Linked DNA regions of Mus musculus: regions 2, 3 and 4 are each linked to region 1. A link is a contact called in public Hi-C and HiChIP or PLAC-seq data. All regions are on one chromosome and are shown on one strand. Each heading gives the region's core, a stretch centred on a gene start, on an enhancer-like site or on the middle of the called end of the contact. The rest is flanking DNA. Distances are from core to core; before and after follow the strand shown. Region 1 holds the start of Dctn3 (dynactin 3). Region 2 holds the start of Dnajb5 (DnaJ heat shock protein family (Hsp40) member B5). Region 3 holds the start of Aptx (aprataxin). Region 4 holds the start of Dnaja1 (DnaJ heat shock protein family (Hsp40) member A1).

Evidence for each region. A called contact is a pair of places that touch in the nucleus more often than the background predicts. HiChIP or PLAC-seq counts read pairs in DNA pulled down with a chosen protein or histone mark.
Region 2: an H3K27ac HiChIP or PLAC-seq map of embryonic stem cells shows a contact between it and region 1, with 8 times the contacts expected there. The contact joins the promoter of Dnajb5 here to the promoter of Dctn3 in region 1. A contact is called at or near these places in 18 of 39 promoter capture datasets (the 3T3-L1 cell line, 3T3-L1-derived adipocytes, the C10 cell line and 8 more), 1 of 15 datasets of contacts at CTCF or cohesin (pro-B cells), 5 of 484 Hi-C or Micro-C datasets (B cells, Th1 cells, embryonic stem cells and 1 more), 10 of 115 datasets of contacts at active chromatin or transcription factors (embryonic forebrain, embryonic hindbrain, embryonic stem cells and 5 more) and 1 of 9 other capture datasets (embryonic stem cells).
Region 3: a contact with region 1 is called in an H3K27ac HiChIP or PLAC-seq map of microglia, with 7 times the contacts expected there. The contact joins the promoter of Aptx here to the promoter of Dctn3 in region 1. A contact is called at or near these places in 5 of 39 promoter capture datasets (fetal liver, liver, neutrophils and 1 more), 2 of 484 Hi-C or Micro-C datasets (CD4 T cells and regulatory T cells), 2 of 115 datasets of contacts at active chromatin or transcription factors (double positive thymocytes and microglia) and 2 of 9 other capture datasets (adipose tissue and liver).
Region 4: a contact with region 1 is called in a Hi-C map of B cells, with 16 read pairs. The contact joins the promoter of Dnaja1 here to the promoter of Dctn3 in region 1. A contact is called at or near these places in 11 of 39 promoter capture datasets (the 3T3-L1 cell line, the C10 cell line, erythroid cells and 7 more), 2 of 484 Hi-C or Micro-C datasets (B cells and Th1 cells), 5 of 115 datasets of contacts at active chromatin or transcription factors (bone marrow-derived macrophages, embryonic stem cells, large pre-B cells and 2 more) and 3 of 9 other capture datasets (adipose tissue, liver and pancreatic islet).

The regions. Positions count from the first base shown.
Region 1 is chr4:41,721,494-41,724,845 of GRCm38.p6, reverse strand. Dctn3 (dynactin 3) reads left to right here and starts at 1,683. Exons shown (of 7, transcript NM_016890.4): 1 at 1,683-1,811. The coding sequence starts at 1,716. Arid3c (AT rich interactive domain 3C (BRIGHT-like)) reads left to right here. Exons shown (of 8, transcript NM_001017362.2): 7 at 52-141; 8 at 513-1,010. The coding sequence ends at 613.
Region 2 is chr4:42,948,274-42,951,625 of GRCm38.p6, reverse strand. It overlaps Dnajb5 (DnaJ heat shock protein family (Hsp40) member B5), which reads right to left and starts at 1,759. Exons shown (of 5, transcript NM_001355438.1): 1 at 1,622-1,759; 2 at 683-1,150. The coding sequence starts at 864.
Region 3 is chr4:40,701,498-40,704,849 of GRCm38.p6, reverse strand. It overlaps Aptx (aprataxin), which reads left to right and starts at 1,656. Exons shown (of 8, transcript NM_001025444.3): 1 at 1,656-1,713.
Region 4 is chr4:40,720,893-40,724,244 of GRCm38.p6, reverse strand. Dnaja1 (DnaJ heat shock protein family (Hsp40) member A1) reads right to left here and starts at 1,777. Exons shown (of 9, transcript NM_008298.6): 1 at 1,612-1,777; 2 at 401-542; 3 at 95-272. The coding sequence starts at 532. Gm6297 (predicted gene 6297) reads left to right here and starts at 1,404. Exons shown (of 3, transcript NR_077226.1): 1 at 1,404-1,613; 2 at 2,578-2,751; 3 at 2,851-3,352. It overlaps Mir207 (microRNA 207), which reads right to left and starts at 1,328; the gene lies at 1,250-1,328. It also overlaps a transcript of Aptx not described here.

The sequences.
Region 1 (3,352 bases), core at 434-2,933:
TGTGAAATCTGCTTCCCCCCAAATGTGACTTCCCTGCCTTCTTCTGGACAGAAGAGCGGTTGGATGGGCCCCTCAATCTGGCAGGCAGTGGCATCAGCAGTATCAACGTGGCACTAGAGATCAATGGGGTGGTCTACACTGGTATGGGAATTACAGGGTCTATATTGGCATGAAGTTGGCTTTTTCATTGGCATGGGGGATTTTAGATTTTCTCTATGAGCATGACGTTCAGGAGTATCTGAACTTGCTTGGGGGTTTAGAGGATTGTTACATTAAAATGGATTCAAGAGTTTGTCTACAAGGCATGGGGTCCCAGCATGGTCTATGCAGCATGGTTGCCATGGGATGTCTGCTTTGTCACAGATCTGTGAGTATTTATTGCGCACCTACTTCAAGCTACCCACAACGGCATAGGAGCTTCTCACTGGTCAGAGGGACTTGTCCGTGCTTTGTGGGAGTCCCACATTCTCTCGTTTATTTTTTAATTTTACATCTCTTATACCCTTTATCAGGTATCCTCTTTGCTCGACGCCAACCTGTGCCAGCTTCCTTGGGTCCAACCAATCCTCCACCTCTACCCTCTACAGGGCCCCCTTCCAGTACCTTGCCCTGAAAGCAGCTACTGAGAACCAAGAGTCCCAATATCATTGCTTAGGGGGGGAGAAGGCACCCTCCTACCTTGATTCTTTCAGGATGTGACGCCCACTCTGGGATCCAGTCCTGGTTGATGTCAGCATGCCACCTCCACACCAAAGGGATTTATATTACGTTCCATCTACCTCACCGTAAAAGGCAGACACTGTCTCCCTAGCTAATTTCAGCAGCATCTACCAAAGAGCTTTCCCCCGAGAACCCCTATCACTCCGTCATGTAACCCCTATGTCAGTGTCACCTTTGGTACCCCACCTCTTTGAGTCAATTCTGCTCCTTTTCAGGAAGCAGGTGAAGGATTGGATTTGAATGTGAAGATGTCCCTTGGGTTGCATCTGGAAAATAAAATTGTACTTCCCGTGTCTCCTGTGCCTCCTCTTCTTGCTTGGGTCTGGGAGGTGGGGGATCCACAGACTACATTGAGCTGTCCAAGTGGAAGCAGAAGAACAAAGCTCTGAGAGAATAGAAGAGCACTTTTTTTTGAAGGGAAGCAAGCTTTCTCTACATTGTTCCCTGACTGGTCTTGAACTCACTGTGTAGAGCAGGCTGGCCTCAAACTTACAGTCATCCTTCTGTCTCTCCTTTCTCTCCTAGCACCACCACACAGAGCGCGGTCACAAATCAGACTGTTTGGGTGTACGTCCTGACAACAAGAGGCTTACGTACAAATCACTTGATCTTTAAAAGATTCCAAAAATGTATGGTGTCTCTCCCAAGAAGCTGCCTACTGATCTATGGGTATAAACCTATCTTGGAATAATAGGTATATTTATACGCTAACTCTCAGGGAATGGGGGAGGGGAGGAAATCTCTTCGAATCTTGGATTTAGAGCACTAAAAGTCTTGACAACCAAGTCCTGGAAACCAGGGTAGAACTAGGACCCAGAACGTTACCTAGGTAACCAGATTGCTTTGACATCGGTTATTTCCGACATCCAAAGCCTAAACAGTGACGTCACTTCCTACAAGGCGTGACGGTGCTCTCGGATTGGCCAGTCTTCTTATTTAGGCGGACGTCCCACCCTCAGGCTGTTCCGGGTTGCTGCGGCCAGGCTGCAGAAACGATGGCGGCTCTGACCGATGTGCAGCGGCTACAGTCTCGAGTGGAGGAGCTGGAGCGCTGGGTGTACGGGCCGGGCGGGACCCGAGGCTCCAGGAAGGTGAGGGGTCCGGTCTATTGATCCGTTTGTGGGGCAGAGCGGGACAGGAGCGGTCCACTGGCCCTGCCCTAGGGTCGGATGCTACCACTTCTGTCAGGTCGTCCTCAGCCCAGGCTCTGAAATAAATAACAAAGATCTAGAACCTCCTGGTACCAATCGGACCCTTGAGGTCCGTTCCCGAGGGGATTGGGATGGGGGAGATGCTTAAGCCTTTTTAAGATGGGTTCGGTGACAACTTTCACAAAAACTCCGCGCGCTCACAGGCGTTCTAAGGAGACCAGACGCATTTAAAAATTGATTAATGGGAGTTTCAGTAAGAGCTGAAGCCCGCAGTGGAGTGTCATCCTAGAGCCATGCAAAATTAATTGCTAAATGAATTACGCGTAGACAGGAGTCCTAGAGGAGGCAGAGCACAGGTGCTACAGGCTCCAAAGGGTGAGCGGTGAGGTCTGAGCAGGCCCAGAAAAGGAAGATTAGTAATTGAGCCCTAAGTGTCCAGATGTGGGCGAACATCGTGTCTGAATTTTGACAAAAATTTAGAGGTGCCCTAAAATCCCTTTTTACGATGTTGAAACCATTTACTGGAGCGCTTCTGGTAGAATTAAGAATGTTCTGGAACAAAGGTAATGATGTGTCTCTGTATTTTTTTGTAAAATTGTCACCAGCACATTCTGTTCCAGTTTGAGAACCAACTTTTCGAAACACTCTCCCCCTTTGGCATCTATTTGTGTGCCTTCCCTTGTGTGTTAGTCCCTTAAATATTAGTATTCACCTTTTACACAAGCCTTGAGTGAAGTCGTTCATTTCCTCAGCCTCCGGCTCCAGCTGACTCTTGACTGTTAGAATCCTAAGTCCTAGGCAGGCTCGTTCACTGCCGTGATTTCAGTTACTCATTTCACGTCTTTATGTTTCCAGTGTGTAGCTCTGTTTCAGACTTTCCGAGAACCCGATTGATCTTTGTCTACTGGTCTCCTCCACTGGGCTATCCCGCAGACATCTTAAGCTCAAACCCTTAACTACTAACTGTATTCTGCCTCTAAACTGATTCTCTTCTGTATTCTCTACGATGGGGATTGCACTGTCTTTGGGATCCCAGAGTGTTCCGTCTCCTGTACTAGACTTGATGTGGAGGGTATGAGGCTAGAGCTAGGCCAGCCAGTTCGTTCCCCAGCCTTGAGCTAAGAAAGACCTGGGTGAGGGTATTTGCATATATCATGCCCAAATATAGGGGTTAGGAACCAGGAAATATATAGTATGTAAGGATGCCCCATTAAAGCCTAAATTAGTTTATTATCTCCCCAAGCAGACAAATACTCACACCCTATCCTGCAAAGGAGAGCATGATTCATTCCCTCTCACATTAAAGGCACCTAAAGTTGAAAGACCTTCAAAGACTTGAAAGTCTACAGAGAGATAAGGATCCTTCTTCCAGGTCTTCCTTCTTCCTCCTCTCCTCTCCTCTCCTCTCCTCTCCTCTCCTCTCCTCTTCCTTTTTCCCTTCCTTCCTTCCTTCCTTCCTTCCTTTCTCTCTTTTTTTTAAT
Region 2 (3,352 bases), core at 510-3,009, 1.2 Mb before region 1:
GGGAACTCCAGCGGCTTCCAGGCAGAGGGCAGTGACCCAGCTTACCAGCCCACCCACCGTTTGTAGTCCTTCAATATCTCTTCCCCACCACAGCCAGCTTCCTCTCCGGCACCCACCTGCTAGCTGCTCTAGACCCATAATTCTCTTGCCTCTACAGACACAGGGCAAACTCTCAGGACCTGCCTCCTTTCCCTCCTTCTTTCCACCCTCCTTCCCTCTCCCTCCCCACAAGCCACGTGGTAGGATGACAAAGGAGCCCCAAGGCATGGCTCTGCCTTTGATGAAGAATGAGTATGTCAAGGTAGAGCTAGGGATGAAAGAAAAAATGAGGACAGATAGCAAGAGGGACCATCAAGTACAGGGAGGAGACAGGGTCTGACGGACAGGGATGAGAGATGACAAAAGGAAAAGGCTGAAGTGGACCACACGTTACTGATGGGTTGGGAGGGAGAACCTAAGAGCTGAAATATTGGAGATATTCGTGGAAACATGAGTTTGAGAGAGAGATGAATGACATGGGGTACAATTCATTCAAAAGTACAGGTGAGGTCAAGGGGACTCATGCACATACCGGGGGGAGATGAGGATGACAGGGAGGAAGGAAGGAGGCAATGCAGGGAATGGCTGATGTGGAGAATCTGACTTGGCATGGGTATGAGCGCCCTTCTCAGGAGGGACTTACCGAAACTTTACAAACCCATTCAGCGTCCACGCTCGAAGTTTTAAGGGCTCCAGCTGAATTTTAAACATCAAGCTGGCTAAGAAGTCTTCTCCCCAGAAGTGTGGGAAGCTCCGGAAAGCTCCTCGAGCCTGCAGTGGGGGTGCTGCTGGGGGTGGGCAGGACAGCACTGTGCGCTTAAACATGCCCAGCCAAGCCCCTCACCTCTGATCGCTCCACCGGAGCCTGCTTGGGACGCTGTAGCTCTGGAAGCCACCTCCTCAGATTCCCAGAGGCCGTGACCCAGCAAGGCCTGTATCGTGCCCAGGGAGCTGGACCCGGTCCCCAGGTGTAGAGTGCAGAGAGAGGATCCAGTGGCCACCTGCTCTCAGGTGCAGCAGTGTCTGGCTGAATGATGTGAGCGCCTGTTCGGCTGTGTGACAGTGAGGCTGGCAGTGACAGTGTGTAGTTGTTGAGTGGCAGCGTGTGTACCTGTGACAGGTGTGATAGTGAGGGCCTGAGAGTCAGTGAGCTCCTCTCGCCTCTCTGGGGAGGACCCAAGCCCAATCCCCAAGAACCTACTCAATGAAGTCACTGACGGGGAGTCTCCTCCCCCGCAGATGGGCGGGGAGGGGCGGGGCAGAGCCGAGCCTGGCCCGGACAAAAGGCGCGGCAGGGAGAGGAAGGAAGGGGGTTCGCGCGGGGGAGGGGGGTCGGTGATGTCACCCCAGCTGGCTGGCTGGCCTGCTCAGAAACGCCTCCGCCCGGCGCAACCCAATCCGACCCGACCCAACCCGACCCTTGTCGCAGATACCCAGCACCTGGCAGACCCCGAGCTCCCAGGCCCCTCACCCCTACGACAGAGGAGACTATGGGCCCACGGTGTCCCAACCCCCCATACCAGGACCTCTCTTCTCGACGCCCCACTCCCGGGACCCCCGAGTCCTCGCTCAGCGCCCTCACCGGTGAGGAGCTGCGGGCGCCGCCGCGGTCCTTCTATCAGCCGCTGCCCCCTCCCCCGGCTCCGGCTCCGCCGCCTCCACTCGGGACAGGAGTCGCCTGCCCGCCGGCCGCAGACAGCGGGACCGGGAGCCCGCCCCCACGGCTCCGCCTCCGCGCTTCCCATTGCCCGGTCTATCCGTCACTCAGCTCAGACTCTTCTGTGATTGGATACCTCTCAACGAGCGTCCGGGTGATAGCCACCTCTTCTCCGCCCCTGTCACCCGGCCACACGCGCACACATTCCGGGCAGTGATTGGTGTGGGTGTGATTGGTGCCCTCTGGGATCAATCAACCACACCTCTTCTCCATCTCGTCGTGTTATTGGTGAAAAGAACATAGGGAGGCAACTCCAGGCGCCCTTTGATTTTATTGGCTGGTCCCTGTGATTTCGACCCAAGCCAGTGTGGGCAACTATATTAGTCCAGTCTCCAGTATGAGAAGGTGAGACATTCTAGCCACCGCCTGAGTCCAGGGAGAACCTTCTGGAACGAGTGCAACCTCAAAGACAACCTATTAGGAAAGCTGCACTCATCAGTTGTTGGTGACACCAGGCATTCTTTCGAGTCGAAGGAGAGGCAAAGGCTCTGGATCAGTATCCAAAGCTCATCCCTTCTTACTCGTCTTCTATCAGATTGTGATCCAACTTGACCTGGCCTGGTTTAGCTTTCCCTTGTCTTGACCTGGGATTGACCTGCCATGGTTTAACTGTAACACAAAACAGAGCCGGATAGAGCTGAGATTCTAAGTGCCCCTGTGATTATCCTCTGCGCTAGTAACTGGTAACACCTTCCTGAGTCTCTGTCCAGATGCCCTCCATCTTCAGTCCTTTCACAGCGGCTCGCTTAGGAGCAGTGGCTTCTCAGCCACTTGGAGTCCACAGTGTCCAGTTCAACCTCGTTATAAACTAACCTTCCATCTTCTCCTCGCTGCCCGCCCCCCCCCCCCGTCCTTTTTCTTACCCCCTGTGATACCTGGTCTTCCCTCACACCAAATTTCTGCCCTGTTCTGTATCTTTTTACTTCCCCCTCCATCTCCCGCCTTTTGTCTTAATTCTTAATTCAATTCCCTGCTTCCATAGTCTGCAATCTCATAGCTCATAGTTCCCCCTTTAATCTTTTACCTCAGCTTTTCATGATCCTCTTTCTTAGCACCCTCATGCACTGTCATCTCTGGCCCCCCAGCCCCCTAGTAAATCATTAAATCTCAGCCCCAGTGTCCCCGATACTCGGAGCAGGCGGGCCTGCGGAGGCGGTCGCCAGCGGAAGCCGCCGCTCCAGCAGACACCGAGCTTGGCGCCCACGTTACTGTCTCCCAGGCCCATCTGTGCTGGAGGGAGCGGGGGGGGGGGGTGGATGGGGGTAATCTGGGGGTGAAGAGGGGGAGGGGGTTCTTGGGAGATTTGGTGACAAAGGCTTGAGAAAATTCTCTCACCTTATTCTTCGCCAGTTCTCAGGACCGGATTTAGATATCTATGAGGCCATGAAGAGCAGTTGGAACTGTAAACTGAGGCTTGGAGTACCTAGGCCCCAGAATAGGGCAGGAAAGGGGACTGGGTCTTTGGGGGTGGGGGGCAAGTTCTGCATATTCTTAACAACCCTTCTTTTCCCATTGTTCCACATGAACTCCCAAGTGCAAAGGAATTTGAGTTTAAAATAGAAAAAGGAGCTAGGGTGAAAAGAGGAGTTGGGCAGA
Region 3 (3,352 bases), core at 407-2,906, 1.0 Mb after region 1:
AGTATTAAAAAAATAAAAACCCAAAGAAAAACATTAGCCTTAAAAAGGATCTTTTGACTTGTGCCACATTGTAGATGAAACTTGACACCTAGCTAAGTGAAAGAAAATGATTACAAAAACCAACACTACATGATTTCACTTAAATGGTATTTCCAGATTGGTTAAACCCATGGAAGCTAAGAGCAGAATAGTGGGGCTTTAGGGTGACAAAAATTAGTAGTTGTTTGATTCATAGAGAAACTGAAAAAATTTTGGTGCGTAGTCCCCTAGCAATGTGAACCCCAGTGAATGTCTTAAGTGCCTGCCACGCCCTTGACCGTGCATTGTTCCAAACAACCTTGCTTTTCTGGTCAGTGCACTGCAGACAATGGAATAGACCTAATACAGTGGCTAGGAAAACTCTGCTCAATTCTGCACAAATGACCCAGTTTAATTTTTAGCTGTACGAGACACAATGGAGACTGCGTAGAAGTCTTGGCTAAGAGGCCTAATCCTGAGGGAAAACGCAAACTGTCGGGTCACCAGATCTGCCTTGATGTCTTAGGCAGTTATGGACCACGTTCTCAGCCTTGAGGTTTGTACAGCTTGAGATTCCTCCTCCCTTCCTGCTCTGATCCTAACATACACCCGCATCTTCTTTGTCAACAAAAGCACGGCTTTCCCTTGCTCTCAGGGACATCCTCCCATCCTGTCTTGTCATCTCCATCAGACAGTGGAGCCTGCTTTTTCAAGAAAACAATAGTAACCCATTTGATCAAGAAACAAAAGAGCTCTTAGCTGAGAGTGGGGACGAAGACCTGTCATCCCAGTATTTCAGAGGTAGACGCAGGGGATCTTGAGTTTGTGATTAGTCTAGGGCACAGTGAAACCTTGTCTAAACAACCCCCCCACCCCCAAAAAAGGGGGCCTCCGTAAGGTTCAGTTTCGACTGCGTTTCAGATTCTACACTCTGATTTTACTCACGAGATAGGAATTCTTTCATCTGCCAAGAAGTCTTTAGTGATTTACAATACAAGACTTTCAGGGAACGTCCTGGAATTGCTATAAAAATCAGTACACATATGTCATCCCAACCTCCTGCTGATTGCCCTCAGTTCATTTAGAGAAGACATCATAAAAAAAAAATCTTAGCAGGGTTCCTCTGTCTCTCTCTTCAGTCTTTTTTCTCCTTATAGAGAGAAAGAAAAGTGTAATTTTAACGTGGGTGGTAAGGCACTCCAGCCTGTAGTTTAAACGATGGCTTCAAAGCTGTGTTTGGTAGCTCACATCTGCAATCCCAGCACTGGGGGAATCTAAGGAGATTCTCGCGAGTTCAAGACCAATTTGGGCTACAGAACGAATTTCTCTCACTACCTCCAACCTCGTTCTTTCCCTTTCAAAGATGGCTTTAACTTATAGCAAGCTTCCTGAGGAGGAAGTGCTAAAAGGCGACATGGCTGCGTAGATGAGCCACAGAAGACTGCTGTCTGAAATCTCTCCGGATTCAGACAACCGGGAGGCTGCGAGCAAAGGAGCTATCCTCACGGGGGACAACTAGCGGCTAGCGCCACTGTTCTACCTGGGTATCGGGCGAGAAAACGTTCCAGCCAATTCTCGAAAAGATACTGGAATCATCACCGGTTGCTAGGCAGCCGTTTGTGACGTCATCTCTCAGCACCGGAAGCGGCGAGGCGCAGTAGAGCAGCGTGAAGTTTGTGGGTGTCCACAGTCGAGGTAAGTTAATGGTCCGCCTGCCTTCGTAGTTTGCTGGGTTAGAAGCGGGCAGGGGCATTTGGCCCGGGCTGCTAACTCGGAGCGGTGACCTTGAGGGTGGAGTTCGAGGTTTCTTTCTTCTGGGCGGATTAGGCTCCACCCCTTGGTCTTGCTCAGGTGGGCGTGTTTCAGAGTTTTGTTTCCGCCGCATTGTTCCGGCCTCCCACCCTCCCCGCCCCCCATCCCCACCCGGCTCCTGTACCTAGTTGGCTGCCAGATCAGCATGAAAAGATTTAGAGATAAGAGTGGACAAAGTCCATGCAGCGGGGCTGTTCAGCCTGACAGGAAAGTGTTTCTGCCAGAAACGCCTTCCAAGAGTAACTCGAGGTGCACTAGCAGTGTCCCCAGCGGGCCTTAAGAATGCCGGAAGCAGTGTAAGGTCTTTCTCTTTACAATGCAGAGATTCAACAAAGCAGGGGTTTTTGAAATGACACCAATTTGGAATTGCTGGGTAATTACTTTTGAGAAATCGACATATATTGGGGATTTCGTAAGAGGCCCTTCCTCCCCACTTAATTTTAGAGGTCTCCTGTAGCCCAGCTGGCCTCCTCAAATTTCTGATCCTCTTGTCCCTACCTCCCAGTGATGGGATACAGGCGTTTGCCACTGGGCTTGGACAATTTTTTTTCTTCTTCAAGATGGGTAACAGTATGTAGGGTAGTCTAACCTCAAACTTCTGGATATCCTGTATTAGCCAGGAGCCATGCTGCATTCTTGAAAGATGGTATGTGCAGGTAAAGGTGCCTGCATGTATGTCTGGGGAGGGAAGAGTGAGGATGTTGGCCAGTGGAGCCAGTCTGTGAAATACTTAGCCTAATTCCTCTGAGAAATTAGAAGCTGAGAGTCTTAAGTTCAAGTCTGTGTTGGACATTAGTCCACACTCACTTGTGCTTATGCAACTTTAAGTTTAATTGGAAATTCAGTTCCTTACTTGTGTTAATGGCCCTTCAAAAGCTCAGTTATCAGTGTGGCTTGAAGGTTTACTACATTTCCATTGTTGAAGAAAATTCTTGTGCTAACAGCGCTTCAAGATAGATTTCTGGCCTCATGTCACTTGCCCTGTCATTTGGGTTTCCTAACGTCATTGTTTGTATATGCTAGGCCCAGGGCGTGGCACTAATAGGAACTGTGGCCTTGTTGGAGTAGGTGTGTCACTGTGGGTGTGGACTTTAAGACCCTTGTCCTAGTTGCATGGAAGCCAGTCTTCTCCTAGCTGCCTTCAGAACAAGAGGTGGAACTCTCAGCTCCTCCAGCCCTATGTCTGCCTGAACACTGCCATGTTCCCACCTTGATAATAGTGGACTGAACCTCTGAACCTGTAAGCCAGCCCTAATTAAATGTTGTCCTTATATGAGTTGCCTTGGTCATGGTGTCTCTTCATAGCAATGGAAACCCTAACTAAGACACCTAGGACTCAAAAATAGCTAGGTGGGGTCTGGTGAGATGGCTCAGCAGTTAAGAGCACCTTTTGGAGGTCATGAGTTCAAATCCTAGCAACCACATGGTGGCTCATCTGTAATGAGAAACAAATAAAGAACCTATGGGCCGGAGAGAGTGGGCCCTGGAGCAAGCGGGATTGGAGCAAGAGGGAGAAAAGGGA
Region 4 (3,352 bases), core at 528-3,027, 1.0 Mb after region 1:
CAACGTGTAAACAAGCATTTGAATAAATTCTCAAGTCTTTTTTTTCCGCAGCAGTTATTTCGTTCTAGCTGCAGGTAAGCCAGATTTTTCTTACCTCTCCTTTCTCTTTGCATTCTTCCTCCTCCTCCAAAGAACATATCAAAGATATCCATGGGTGAGCCAAAACCACCACCTGCTCCGCCCTCTTTAATCGCCTGCTCCCCTCCTTTATCATATAGTTCCCTTTTTTTGGAATCAGCAAGAACTTCATAAGCTTGAGAAATCTGTTTAAACTGTTTCAGAAAAGGACATCCCATTAGAAACAACTGTTACAAAGCACAGCTACGGTAGACTTTAAGGCACGAACAGAAAGATACACACACTGCAACACTGCTGCTGAGCTGTTTGCCTGTGCCCTTACCTTTTCCCCTTCATTTGGATTCTTATCAGGGTGGTACTTCAAGGCCAATTTTCTATATGCCTTTTTCAATTCTTCCTGGGTGGCATTGGGTTTTACCCCCAAAACATCGTAGTAAGTGGTTTCTTTCACCATTTTTTACAGCCTGAAACCAGAAAATGGTAATTTTAAACCAGCTTTAAACTTTTGTAGAAAAGATCCAACTGCTTCTGCCTCCTGAGCACTGGGATCAAAGGTGTGCGCCACGACTGGCTCTTAACGGGTAGTCTTTAACTACCAGAGCTAAAGCAATCTGTTCTTTTGCATTTATTTCATACTAATACAGCCTTCCCTACGCGTCTTAAAAGGTAAAAAAAAATTCCTGATATGATTCAGCTGTAAACTCGAACAGATTAAAATATAGATTTCAGGGAACGCGAAGGAAAGCCTCTCTCGCAGCTGGTTCAGACTCTACTGCACTAACACATGAATTATTTGGCTTCTTCCGGTTTCCTTTCCCCAGAGGTTTTGCTAGTAACCCACAGCAGCACTGATAGGTTCCGTCCACTGGTTAGTACATTACCGCTGCCTTTGTACATCTGATAAAGGCCATACCCTCGCCGGAAAGCGACACTGGACTCCCGGGGGTGGAGGAGTGGCTTAGGAGACCGGCTCCAGGGAGCAGGTGCCCGGGCCCCGTCGCCATCCTGCTCCTGCTCGCTCGCAGCTTACCCACTCTCGCCCCGCAGGCCTGGAAGCTGGCTCGCCCTCTGGGTTTCCCGGGCCCCCCGGCGCCGACCGTTAAGGCTTCCTTCCTTTCTCCCTCCCACCCTGATCGAAAAGGCGGAGGGGGGGGGGAGGTCGAACCTCAACAAAGAGAGGGAGGAGAGCCAGGAGAAGCGCAAGCCGCAGCCTCCGCCCGGCTCCTCCCGCAGCCCCTCACCCCTGCCTTGCTCCGCGCGTGCGCAGCGCTGCCCACCCGGCCCGGGCGGCGGAGCGCGGGGGTACGCAGCAAGGAGCATGAGGCGGGAGGCCAATTGGCTTGGGCCTTGGACCTCCTCGAGGCGTGCGGGCGGGCAGGGCGCCGGGCATTCCCGGCAGCCTTCCGAAGCCCGAGGCCGGCTCAAGGAACCCGCAGTCCCCGCCCACGCGGGACCAACCGCCTCCGGCTGCGCCTTCCCCGGCTGTCTGGGGTCCAGACCGCACGCCGCGACCGAGGGAGGCCGGAGACTCACCGGTGAGCGGGCCGGCGCCGGAGAGCGGAAAGGAGCGGAGCACAGCGCAGCTCAGCCACACGCTGCTCCTCCACCACCCACCGAGCGTTCTGGAAAGTTCCGCCCGGCCCGCCGCAGCCGACCTCTTTTGTAGCCGAGCCCCGGCGCGTCACTTGCCGGAAGTCCCGCCCCTCGCCGCTGCCACCGCCCCTCGGTTACCTGGGCAACGGCGCGGGGGCGGGAAGTGGCTGCGCCCAAGGGCCTTGTGGGGGTGGACTCAAGCCCGGGTTCCCGAGCCTCGTAGAATTTTCTAGAGGCTTTTTTTCTTATTGCGAGGAACCAGAGTGCGGAAGTCTTGAGGTGGAGAGGTCATGTCCCAGAGCCCGTAAGCCGGGGACGAGTGCTTCAGGCGTTGTGCGCGCTGTGCTGAAGGGGATTGGTGGAACCCAGCCCTGGCTGCGAGTCTGATTTTCTGCAGCTCCAGCTCCTTAGCTCTGAGCCTTGCGGGCAAGAAATGCTGAGCAAGGCGGGCCTACTCCCTAAACCAGCCTCGCAGGCTTTGGTTTCACCCAAGCGCACTTATGTCAGAGCTTTTTGGACGAGCCTGGCCCAGGCTTCAGATCCTTTTGGCTCTGACGACTTGGGCGGAGGGAATCTGGGACTTCACCAAACAGGAAAACATTTAGAATGCCTCATGCTAACGGAGGGTCATGGTCTTCCACCCAGTTTGGCCGCAGAGGAGCGGCCAAAAGCAAAATTAATTGCTTTAGCTTATTGTTTTAATTCTCTGACCGTTTTTATTTCCAGTTGGTGACTCAAAAATCTATAGTTGGCAAAGTTGAATCTTAAGCTTTCAAAGGACAGAGTGAATGTTTTTCTTATTCACTAACACAATAGATACATCAAAGAAGTGGAGGTGTAAGCTTGAAAGAGTTCACATATTTTAAAGATTTATTTTGAATCCTCTGTGTGTGTGTGTGTGTGTAGGTGCCCAAGGAAGCCAGAGGCATGGAGTCTTAAGTCTGGCTTCAAATTCTGAAATCTCCTGTCTCTGAGCAGTTGTGAAGGGTGGTACATGCTCTTAACCGCGGGGCCTCTTGCTTGGACTTTCGTTGGAAGTGGAACAAGCTAAAAACTTATAAGAGAAATCACAAAATACAGGTCAGCAGGTGAACAAGAAGCAGTTAAGCACACTTCCTAATGGAAGTGCAGAGTGTGGGATGAGATTCTTTAAATGTTCGTTTTATTGTGTGTTTCTAGGCTTGTGGACCATTGTAGTTCTCTCGTACCTTTGCACGGGCAACTCAAGTCTTCAGTGCGTTACCAGCTGAGCGGCTGTCTCAGTGCTTTATGGAGATCACAGGTAATTGGATGTAGCCAGAGCTAAGGGAGCTGGAAAGGCTGTCTTCAAACCTACCCAAAGACATCTTTAGCTCGTGGTCTTAAAAACCTCCGGATTTTGGGATTTCTACCTTGAGCTGTCCTGCCTCTCCACCGTTACTGCTTTCACTAAACTCTGTTGTGGTCACTAAAGCTACGCCACTTCCCTTACAGACTTTTTGATGATGTGCTGTGGTTTTGGTTGAGAAACATCTTTTCTCAGCTTACGTGTTACCCTCTCAGATATCACATCTATCAATAGGTTACGTCTTTAAAGCAGGGGCTCTTTACCTTCCTAACGCTGCGACCCTTTATTACAGCTCCTCATGTTGTGGTGTCCCCCAACCATAAAATTATTTTCATTGCTTCTTCATAACTGCAA